Linked DNA regions of Sus scrofa: region 1 is linked to region 2. The links are chromatin contacts, called in public HiChIP or PLAC-seq maps. All regions are on one chromosome and are shown on one strand. The core of a region is the stretch at or near the end of the contact, and the rest is flanking DNA. Distances in the headings are between cores, read along the strand shown.

Evidence for each region. HiChIP or PLAC-seq counts read pairs in DNA pulled down with a chosen protein or histone mark.
Region 1: a contact with region 2 is called in an H3K27ac HiChIP or PLAC-seq map of alveolar macrophages. The contact joins two enhancer-like sites. A contact is called at or near these places in 2 of 2 datasets of contacts at active chromatin or transcription factors (alveolar macrophages and skeletal muscle).

What each region holds. Positions count from the first base shown.
Region 1 is chr17:51,366,971-51,372,586 of Sscrofa11.1, forward strand. No RefSeq gene overlaps it. Among named protein-coding and RNA genes, the nearest start is that of SLC9A8, 32 kb to the right of the region's middle. Within about 2 kb of position 3,096, at least 30 of the 83 cell types and tissues checked have an H3K27ac peak or open chromatin away from gene starts, as enhancers often do. A contact at or near this core is called in alveolar macrophages, where this site is marked.
Region 2 is chr17:51,215,784-51,221,289 of Sscrofa11.1, forward strand. It overlaps the pseudogene LOC110257424. Among named protein-coding and RNA genes, the nearest start is that of PTGIS, 18 kb to the left of the region's middle. Within about 2 kb of position 3,343, at least 8 of the 83 cell types and tissues checked have an H3K27ac peak or open chromatin away from gene starts, as enhancers often do. A contact at or near this core is called in alveolar macrophages, where this site is marked.

The DNA.
Region 1 (5,616 bases), core at 1,846-4,345, 150 kb after region 2:
ACTGGCAAAGAAGTGAAAATGAAAGACATTAATGTGATTTGCTTGGACCATGTAAGGGGTGTGTGTGTGTGTGTGTGTGAGAGAGAGAGAGAAGATAAACAGGTATACGTGCACATCACTTGGACACAGAAACACCGCGGATGGGGAGAGGTCCCAGCTTCCCCTTAGACACATGGCAATTCAATCCCCACCTACCCCACACTGACGTTCTGTAAGCAAGAAGGGAGGGGCAAGACAGTTACTAGACAGGCAACCACCAGTTTCTGCCACAAACCCCCTCATGTTATGGATGGGAAAGGCCCTACAACAAGCCATTTGGCAGGACTGGATCCTGCACCCATGATCTGGGCCAGCAGACTCCACCCGGCCTGTTAGGACTGGGAGCTGATTGTCTATTGGAGGCTGTTTCCTGAGCAACAGCACTCAGCTGCTGGCCACGGTCACCCAGGAACCCCCTGTCCTTCACCAACCCGGTCCATAAGAAGTCTGATCAGCACCCCCTGCTTGGAGAACACGGGGTAACCTTCTGGTCACTAGGGGACTCTGTCCACAAAAAACCATGTGAGTCATTCTACAAGGCTGGGGCCCAATCCAGAAAGAAATAAAACCTTGGCTCAAGGCCCAGACTTTCAGGGAAACCAGCTGGCCTGCTGGGGTCAGGCAGTTGCGGGGGAGAGGTCACCTTGAATTGAGGCCTTTGGATGGAACTGTTTTCTTATTTAATCATTCATTCATCAACTATTTATAGTTATGACATTTATTCCTTTATTCAATAAATATTTATTAGGAGAAGCAAGGTAACTCTCAGTTTTAACCATATACTTTTGAATTGTTTGCATTTGTTATTACAAAGAACATATGCTGCTTTTGTTTGTTAAGCTTGGGTTTTAGTTAATTTTTAATAATGAGTGATACCTAAGTACACGCTCGTTGTGACCTCCATGATGTGAGCTAACTTACACCATGACGCATAGATGGTATTTTTCCAACATTTTTTGTGCATTTCCATATAGACCCATAGAATATTATAGAATAATTTTGTGTGTACGTGAATATACGACACCATGAATTAGTTTGTAATTTTTTTGCCTTTTTAGGGCTGCACTTGCAGCATATGGAGGTTCCCAGGCTAGGGGTTGAATCGGAGCTGTAGCTGCCAGCCTATGTCACAGCCACAGCAACTCGGGATCCGAGCCACATCTGCGACCGACACCACAACTGACTGCAATACCAGATCCTTAACCCACTGAGAGAGGCCAGGGATCAAACCCATATCTTCATGGATACTAGTTGGGTTCACTAACCACTGAGCCACGACGGGAACTCCCTAGTTTGTAATTTTTTTAAAGGAATGAAAGTTGAGAGTTCCCACTGTGGCTCAGCAGGTTATGAACCCAAGTATAGCCATGAGGATGCGGGTTCGATTCCTGGACTCGTTCAGTGCGTTAAGGACCTGGCATTGCCATGAGCTGTGGTATAGGTCGCAGACACAGCTCAGATCCTAGGTTGCTGTTGCTATGCCTGTGGTGTAGGCCGGCAGATGCAGCTCCGATTTGATAGCTAGCCTGGGAACTTCCATATGCCACAGGTGCGGCTCTAAAAAACGCAAAAAAAAAGGAATGAAAATTGAAAATTGAATTTATTGAGGCGCTATTATGTGCTAGGGATGGCTAGGGCTAGAGATACTGAAGTAAACAAAGTACAACTGCTCCTTGACTCCTGTGGGGGATACAACTGAACAAAGAGATCATTATAATATAATCTAATAAATGTAATGAAAATGGAGAAAAAAGAGTACGGAGTTCCCATCGTGGTGTAGTGGAAACAAATCCGACTAGGAACCAAGAGGTTTCGGGTTCAATCCCTGGCCTTGCTCAGTGGGTTAAGGATCTGGCGTTGCTGGGAGCTGTGGTGTAGGTCACAGATGCAGCTCGGATCCGGCGTTGCTGTGGCCGTGGTGTAGGCTGGCAGCTGTAGCTCCGATTGGACCCTTAGCCTGGGAACCTCTGTATGCCGCAGGTGTGGCCCTAAAAAGACATACCAAAAGAAAAAAGAGTAAATGAGTGTCCCAAAGGGTATCCACCCCAGCTCAGGGTGTGCATGGGGTCAGGGAGTATTGGTCAGGTGGACGCGTGTTGGAAGAGAAAGAATATCTACCAAACTATGAAATAAAGTGGGAGAAGGTGACTTACTATGGTTTAGGAAACTGAGATGCAAAACTGCCTTCAGGCATGACTCGAGGGTCTCGAATAATATCAAAAATATATCTCTTTGCACTGTAAATCAACTATAATAGAAAAAATAAAAAACTTTAAAACATTTTTTAAATTAAAAAAAATGAAAACCTTTTGCCAGGGAAAAAAAAAATATATGTGTGTGTGTGTGTGTGTGTGTGTGTGTGTATACATCTATGTCTCTTCTGTCATCTCTGTCTTCATCTCTCTCTTTATCCCTCTCTATCTTCCAGCTCTGCTTTTCTCTGTTTTGGATTTTCTTTTACACAGGCTTTCTGCTCATGGTGGCAAAATGGCCAGCAGGAACACCAAGCTTGCTTTATTCTTGTAACTAGTAACCCCAGAGGGAAGGGAGATCACCTGTCCCAATAATTCCAACAAAACTCCCAGGAATGAGTCGCATTGGCCTCAGTGGAAAGACATGCCATCCAGGAACCAATCACCGTGGCCGGGGGAATGGGATATGCTTGTTGGCCAGGCTCCTTCATGGAGCCAGGGGCCCCTATCTGAACCCCATGGATAAGAGTTGGGAGGGAGTGGTTCCCCAAAGGAAAACTGAGATGCCGTTTTCTGAGCCAGAAGATATAAATGTCATGTAGGTAAGACAGAAGATCCCCACTGCAGAAAGCTTCCTGAGAAGCTGATTTCTAATCCCCAAACTCAAGGATGAAGGGGACTCTGCTAGGTGACAGGGAGAAAACGAGAAAGGGTACGCCTGGCAGAGGAAACAGCAGGTGCAAAGATCTGGAGAGCACTGCTTGCTTGAAAAATTGCGAGTGGTTTTCTCTGACGAATGGGTCGTGTAGGAGGAGGGAGAGGAAGTGATGAGGTCAGAGAGGAAGGCGGGACCTGCGATTTCATCCAGCCCCTCCCACTCCTTCCCCGCTTCCACGCTCCCATCCCACTCCAGGGACCATGACTCAGTCATGGGGTTTTCACACTCTCTTGCTTCAGGCCGGGCACTGTTTCTATATTTCAGGGAATGTGTCATTCATCAGCAGATCATGTCACCCCACTGAAACACTCTCTGGGTTCCTGAATGTCAGCTGATCATCACAGATTAGGCCACAAATCTTCCAGAGTTATGAAAGGCAAAGGAATTTCAACTTGAAAGTCAAGGGAGCAGTAATACGTACGTTATAGCCCAGTGCACAGAGATGTTCAGGCGAGTTTTGCTCAGTTGGAAAGAGGAAATCGCATTATAACTACAGCCGCTTTTCACTGTGTGTCCTCTCTAGCAGCTGAGTCTCCTTTCTTCCCTAGAAAAACCCTATGAAGAAAATGCTTTGGGAGTTCCCGTTGTGGCACAGTGGTTAACAATCCGACTAGGAACCGTGAGGTTGCGGCTTGATCCTTGGCCTTGCTCAGTGGGTTAAGGATCCGGCGTTGCAGTGAGCTGTGGTGTAGATTGCAGATGTGGCTCAGATTCCGTGTTGCTGTGGCTCTGGCATAGGCCAGCAGCAACAGCTCCAATTAGATCCCTAGCCTGGGAACCTCCATATGGCGTGGGAGCGGCCCTAGAAAAGGCAAAAAGACCAAAAAAAAAAAAAAAAAAAAAAAAAGAAAATGCTTTGGCTTTCCCCACTTCACATATGAGAACTGAGGCCCAGAACTTAAGATACTTGCTCTAAATCTTATATGCATGAACGCTTTTTAATTCTCACAACAATGTATCCCCATTTCAAATAGGGAAAGCTGAGGCCCAGAGACCTGAAACAACTTGTAGAGTTACACAGCAAAGGTGGGGACGGGGGCTCATGCATTGGCTGGTGGAGATATAAAATGGTGCAGCCACTTTGGGAAACTGTTTGGCAGTTCCTCAGAAGGGTAAACAGAACTACCAGATCACTCAGCAATTCCACTCCCAGTTTCACACCCAAGAATGGAAAATACATGTCCACACAAAAAAATATGAAACTGTAGGTTTACAGCAGCATTATTTACTATAGCCAAGAGGAGAAACAGCCCAAGGGTTCAACAACTGGTGAATGGATAAATAAAACGTGGTAGGAGGAGTTCCTGTCGTGGCTCAGTGGTTAATGAACCCGACTAGCATCCGTGAGGATGTGGGTTCGATGCCTGGCCTCGATCAGTGGGTTAAGGATCCGGCGTTACTGTGAGCCATGGCGTAGGTCGCAGACGTGGCTTGGATCTCACGTTGCTGTGGCTGTGCCATAGGCCAGCAGCTATAGCTCCGATTAGACCCCTAGCCTGAGAACCTCCGTATGCCGCAGGTGCAGCCCTAAAAAAAGCAAAAAAAAAAAAAAAAAGTCCAGAAGAGGTATATGTATTGAGACAGAGGTTAGATTGCCTCTGGTCTCAGGTGAGGTGGGAGGGTTGGAGGCAAATGGACAGTGACTAATGATGGATACGAGATTTCTTTTTAGGGTGATGAAAACATTCTAAAATTGTAAAGATGAAGCGTGGCTCTGAATATATATATTTTTAAAAACCCACTGAATTGTACACCTTAAATCACTGAATTACATGGCATGTGAATTATACCTCGACAAGGCTATTAAAGGAAAAAGTTTAAAAAAGAAAAAAGGGGAAGGGCCTGCATTCACGACCGAAACTGCAAGTGTTGTTTGAACATCTACTCCTACTATGTGCTTAACTAGCCTGAGTCAACAAAAAGGGGAGAGGGACAGAATATATCAACTCAAATAATGCAAGAGTCCACAGGCATTTCAGGTATGGCTGGATCCAGGATTCAAGCAGTGTCACTGGGCTTTGCTATGCTTACATTTGCATGTATTGCCTTTCTTCTCAAGCAGGTGACAAAGATGACCTCAGTAGGCTGCTTTGCTCTTATCACCCCACCTTTTTCTTTTTACCATCCCCACAGTTTCTTTCTGTCTTTCTGCCTTTCTTTCTTTCTTCCTTTCAGCCATGCCCACGGCATGCAGAAGTTCCTGGGCCAGGGACTGAACCCATGCCACAGCAGCAGTGACCTGAGTCACAGGAGTGACAATGTCAGACACTTAACCACTAGGGAACCTCTCTACATGGTTTTTAATAAAGGTTTGAGGGAGGGTTCTCATGGACCTGGCTGAGGTCACCTTTGCATCAATCACCATGGCCAGCTCTGAAGGGCCGGGACTGGGTGGCCAAGGGGCGTGGTCACCTTCACCCAAACCACATGGTCCAAAGTGGAGGAGGGGAGGAGTTCCAAAGGCAAGTTGGGATTGTGAACAGATGCAAACTGCAGATGCCCACAGTACTGGATGACCGTCAATGCACTGCCCAAGTTCGATTCCCGTTTCCTCCACATGCCAGCTCTGTGACCTTGGCAAAGCACTTAATCTTCCCATGCTTCGAAGTCTTCACTTGTAAAATAGAGGTAGTAACAGTATGTCCCTCATGGGACTATTCTAAGGCT
Region 2 (5,506 bases), core at 2,093-4,592:
ACACTTGCCTTCCAACCAGCAGAAAACGAGAAAAAGCAGGAATTTGCTTTTGAGTGATCTATCTGCCTTCTGGCAGGACTGGGATTGTCAGAAGCCAAGGGAGCAGAGGTAAGGTGCATTCGTGAAAGCTGAACACTGAAAGGCTGCCTCATTCAAGGTTCAAATCCTGGCTGAGCCACTTACTAGCTGTATTAGTTTCCAGTGGCTGCCACAAATTACCACAAACTTGGTGACTTACAACAGAAACTTGTTCTCTCACAGAAAGTCAGCATCAGTTTCATGGGGTGAAAACCATGATGCTGGCAGGGCGATGCTCCCTCTGGAGACTCTGGGGAGGCCTTCCTTCCTCCTTGCTGCAAAGGGGCTGCCTGCACTCCTTTTGCTCGCTGCCACAACACTGCCACCTCCGCCACTGTCTTCAGGCACCTTGTCTTCCCTGTGTCCATCTATTCTTCCTCTGCCTTCCTCTTTTTTTTTTTTTTTTTTTTTTTTTTTTTTTTTGTCTTTTTAAGGCCCCACTCATGGCATACAGAGGTTCCCAGGATAGAGGTTGAATTGGAGCTGAAGCTGTGGGCCTACACCACAGGCACTGCAACACCAGATCCAAGCTTTGTCTGTGACCTACACCACAGCTCAAGGCAAGGCTGGATCTTTTTTTCTTTTCTTAATTTATTTTGTATTGAGTATAGCTGATTTATGGCGTTGTGTTAACTTCTACTGTACAGCAAAGTGACTCAGTTATACACATATACATTCTTTTTTACATTCTTTTCCATTATGGTTTACCCTAGGATATTGAATATCCAGTAGGAGCTTGTTATTTATCCACTCTATGTGTAGTAGTTTGCATCTGCTAACTCTAAACTCCCAATCCATCCCTCCCTCATCCCCCTTTGGCAACCGAAAGTCTATTCTCTATGTCTGTGAGCCTGTTTCTATTTCATAGATAAGTTCTTCTGTGTTGTTTTTGTTTTTGTTTTTTGTTTTTTTTTTTTTGGTCTTTTTTTAAAGGCCGCACTTGCAGCATTATCTGTGTTATAGTTTAGATTCCACATGTAAGTGATACAATGTGGTATTTGTCTTTCTCTTTCTGACTTCACTTAGTATGAGAGTCTCTAGTTCCATTCAAGTTGCTGCAAATGGCATTATTTTGCTCTTTCTTTTTCTCTCTCTCTCTATTTTTGTCTTTTTGCCATTTCTTGGGCCGCTCCCGTGGCATATGGAGGTTCCCAGGCTATGGAGCTGTAGCCACCGGCCTGAGCCACAGCTACAGCAACACAGGGATCTGAGCCGTGTTTGCAACCTACACCACAGCTCATGGCAACGCCAGCTCCCTAACCCACTGAGCAAGGTCAGGGATCGAACCCACAACCTCATGGTTCCTAGTCGGATTCGATGACCACTGAGCCATAACGGGAACTCCTTTTTTTTTTTTTTTTTTTTTTCTCTTTCTTAATGGCTGGGTAGTATTCCATTGTGTATCTATACCACATAGTCTTAATCCAGTCATCTGTCGATGGACATTTAAGTTGTTTCCATGTCTTTGCTATTGTGAATAATGCTGTAATGAACATACAGGTACATGTATCTTTTTCAAGGTTATTTTTTTCTGGGTATATGCCCAAGAGTGGGATTGCTGGGTCATATGGTAGTTCTATATTTAGTTTTCTGAGGTACCTCCATACTGTTCTCCATAGTGGTTGTACCAATTTACATTCCCACCAACAATGTAGGAAGGTTCCCTTTCCTCCACACCCTCTCCAGCATTTGTTATTTGTGGACTTATTAATGATGGCCATTCTGACTGGTGTGAGGTGGTACCTCATGGGAGTTTTGATTTGCATTTCTCTAATAATCAGTGATGTTGAGCATCTTTTCATGTGCTTATTGGCCATCTGTATATCTGCTTTGGAGAAATGTCTATTCAGGTCTTTTGACCATTTTTCAAATGGGTTGCTGGATTTTTTTACTGTTGAGGTGTATAAGTTGTTTGTATATTTTGGAGATTAAGCCCTTGTCAGTTGCATTGTTTGAAACTATTTTTTCCCATTCTGTAGGTTGTCTTTTTTTTTTTTAATGGTTTCCTCTGCTGTGCAAAAGCTTGTCAGTTTGATTAAGTCCCGTTGGTTTATTTTTGCTTTTATTTCTGTTGCCTTGGGAGACTGACCTGAGAAAACATTTGTAAAGTTGATGTCAGAGAATGTTTGCCTATGTTCTCTTCTAGGAGTTTGATGGTGTCTTGTCTTAAATTTAAGTCTAAGCCATTTTGAGTTTATTTTTGTTTATGGTGTGAGGGTGTTTTCCAGGTTCATTGATTTACATGTGACTGTCCAGTTTTCCCAGCACCACTTGCTGAAAAGACTCTTTTTCCCATTTTATATTCTTGCTCCTTTGTCAAAAATTAATTGACCATAGGCGTCTGGGTTTATTTCTGGGTTCTCTATTCTGCTCCATTGGTCTGTATGTCTGTTTTGGTACCAGTACCACTCTGTCTTGATTACTGTGGCTATGTAATATTGCCTGAAGTCTGGGAGAGTGATGCCTCCTGCTTGGTTTTTGTTCCTCAGGATTGCTTTGGCAGTTCTGGGTCTTTTATGGTTCCATATAAATTTTGGGATTGTTTGTTCTACTTCTGTGCAACGCTGGATCCTTAACCCACTGAGTGAGGCCAGGGATTGAACCCGAGTCCTCATGGATATTAGTCAGGTTCTTGACCCACTGAATCACGAGGGGAACTCCCGCCTTCCTCTTATAATGACATGTGTGGTGGCACTTAGAGTCCTCCTGGACAATCTAGAATAATCTCCTCATCGCAAGATATCTCAGAAGTCCAGCATTTAGCCCCCTGCCCCAGCTGTGTGAGCTCAGGCAAGTGTCTTAACCTTACTGTGCCTGTTTCCTTACTGTAAAATGACAGTAGCCACCTGCTTAGGCTGTTATGAGGATTAAATAAGTTAATCACATAAAGCACTTTAAAGGGTGACCAGCACATGATAAGAGCTTTGTGTCAGCTTTTAATATGATCAGGCCTCTCCTGCCAAGACTGAAATCCCCCAGAGAACTGTTTCCATCTTTGTCCTGTTCACCACTGTCTTCCCAGCATCTGCCACGAGGACTTACACACAGTAGGTGCTCAGTAAATACCTTATGCAGGCATACTGCTGGCTGGATGTGTGGTTTTAGGGAAGCTGTTTTTCCTCTCTGGGCCTTGGTTTCCTCCTGTCTCCATGAAGAACTGCTGTTGGGGAAAGTACATTTCTCTGTCGCAAAGGGTGTGTTCCTGTCGGGGAGTAGAGGTTTCTGGGGTCAGGGGACGGCTGAAGATGCTTTCTCTCTGAATCATCAGATTTCCCAACTTGAGGCCAAGTGTCTAAACTTTATGAGCAAGCTGGTTGGAGATAAGGTGGGGAAACACTGATTTGGCCAAAGCAGCAGCCAAGATGCTGGGTCTGGACTTCCCTGGAGCATTTCAGCTACGTGACTTGGAGCTTAGCATCTGCCAGGAAAACAGGCTGCTGGCCCACAACCAAGAGGGGCATCCCCAATGCCACCTTTAGTGGTTAGAGCCTGCTCTGGCTGTTCTGTTCACAGACCAGCATCTACTCAAACCCTTGTGGCTCCAGTGGAGAAGCAGAGACCCCAAAAGAGTGAAGACCTTGTCCAAAGTTAGGCTGCCCAATGAGGCTAGGATCCAGGACCTGCAGGAACCAACCGGACTAGGAGAGGGGGAGAGCTGCAGGCAGAGGGTGTGGCACCTACAACAGGGGTGAGAGATGACACAAACTCAGAAACCAGAGTGGAGGAGAGAAAGAGGGTACATTACCTGCTCAGGGCTTTGGATTCAAGTCTGAGGGCAAAAGGGCACCATCGATGGTTTTAGGAAGAGCAGCAGCAAGATCTGAGGGTCTTTTTCCAAATGTGGTCCACAGACCATCAGCGTCAGATCACCTACAAGCAGAGACGAGGAACAGGCTGTCCAAACACAGATTCCTGGGGTCTACCATAGATGGGCTCCTCGTTTATTTATTTATTTGGCTGCACCCAAAGCCTTCGGAAGTTCCCAGGCCAGGGATGGAACCCCTGCCACAGCTGCAATCCAAGCCACAGCAGTGACAATGCCAGATCCTTAACCCCTTGTGCCACCAGGGAATTCCGAGGCTTTTCATTTTAACAGACCCTCCTCTGAGGCAATTCCGAAGCACACTCAGTTTTAGGGAGTCCAGAGATGCTGAGTAACATTTCAGTTTAAAGATCAGCTGCAGAGCACAAGGAACTATAGCCAGTCTCCTGGGATAGGCCATGATGGAAAATAATATTTTCAAATATGTATATATATGTATGACTGAGTCACTCTGCTGTACAGCAGAAACAGGCACAACATTGTAAATCAACCATACTTTAATAAAGCGAGAAAGAGACTGAAAAATAAAGAAAGAAAGATCTGAACTCAGCCAGACTTAGTTTCAAATCCTAACTCTGCCACTCACTAGCTGTGTGACTTTAGGCCAGTTACTGAGCCTCTCTGAGCCTTGGTTTTCCTTTCTCTGAAATGGAGATAATCTTAGTCTTTGCCTCTCCAGGTTCTGCTAAGAACTAAATAAGATAAGTCCCCGTTGTGGCTCAGTGGTTAACAAATCCGACTAGGAACCATGAGGTTGCAGGTTTGATCCCTGGCCTCGCTCAGTGGGTTAAGGATCCGGCGTTGCTGTGAGCTGTGAGTAGGTCGCAGACGTGGCTCGGATCCCGAGTTGCTGTGGCTCTGGCATAGGCCAGCGACTACAGCTCTGATTCGACCCCTAGCCTGGGAACTTCCATATGCCGTGGGTACAGCCCTAAAAATCAACAAAACAAAATAAAACACTATGTAAAAAATATATTGCAGGTATTTAATGAGATTGTGTAAAGCACAAATGGAAAAGTCCTAAGGCATCCATGCTCCAAGTCAAAGCTAACTTTACAAACCTTTCCAAGGTGCCCCCAGCTACAACAGCATTACACAAGGAGTCGTTCTCTCCTAAGGGTAGATTACATCCAATACTTTAAAAAGGGAAGAGGATGTGACCCACAGAGATGACAGGATCGAATTCCAAGAGAAGAACCTCAGTAACGGAAGTCCTTTAGCTGTTACACTGAACAGAAGAACAAATGGTGTCAGGACGCTACCAGCCCAACTATTTCATAGTAAAGTTGATTTTTTTTTATTTTTAGGATATGGTTTCATTTATTCAGAAGAAAGGAAAAGGAACCCAAACAAGCCCCCCCAAACCTAAGACAAAAGCAACCAAGCTAAATATAAACAAAATCCAAATGTACTCCATACAGCTTCATTTGAGGAATAATTTGCACAGGTCTGCATCCTTTTATTTGTCCTTTGAAGTGAGTTTTTCAATCAGTTCTTGGAGGGGTACAAGCTCTCTCCTCTCAATAAGGTTGAATTCCTGGACAAAAAAAATAAAGTGCTTGAAAGATGTATTGAGATGCGCTTCCTCCTCGAATTGGATCACAG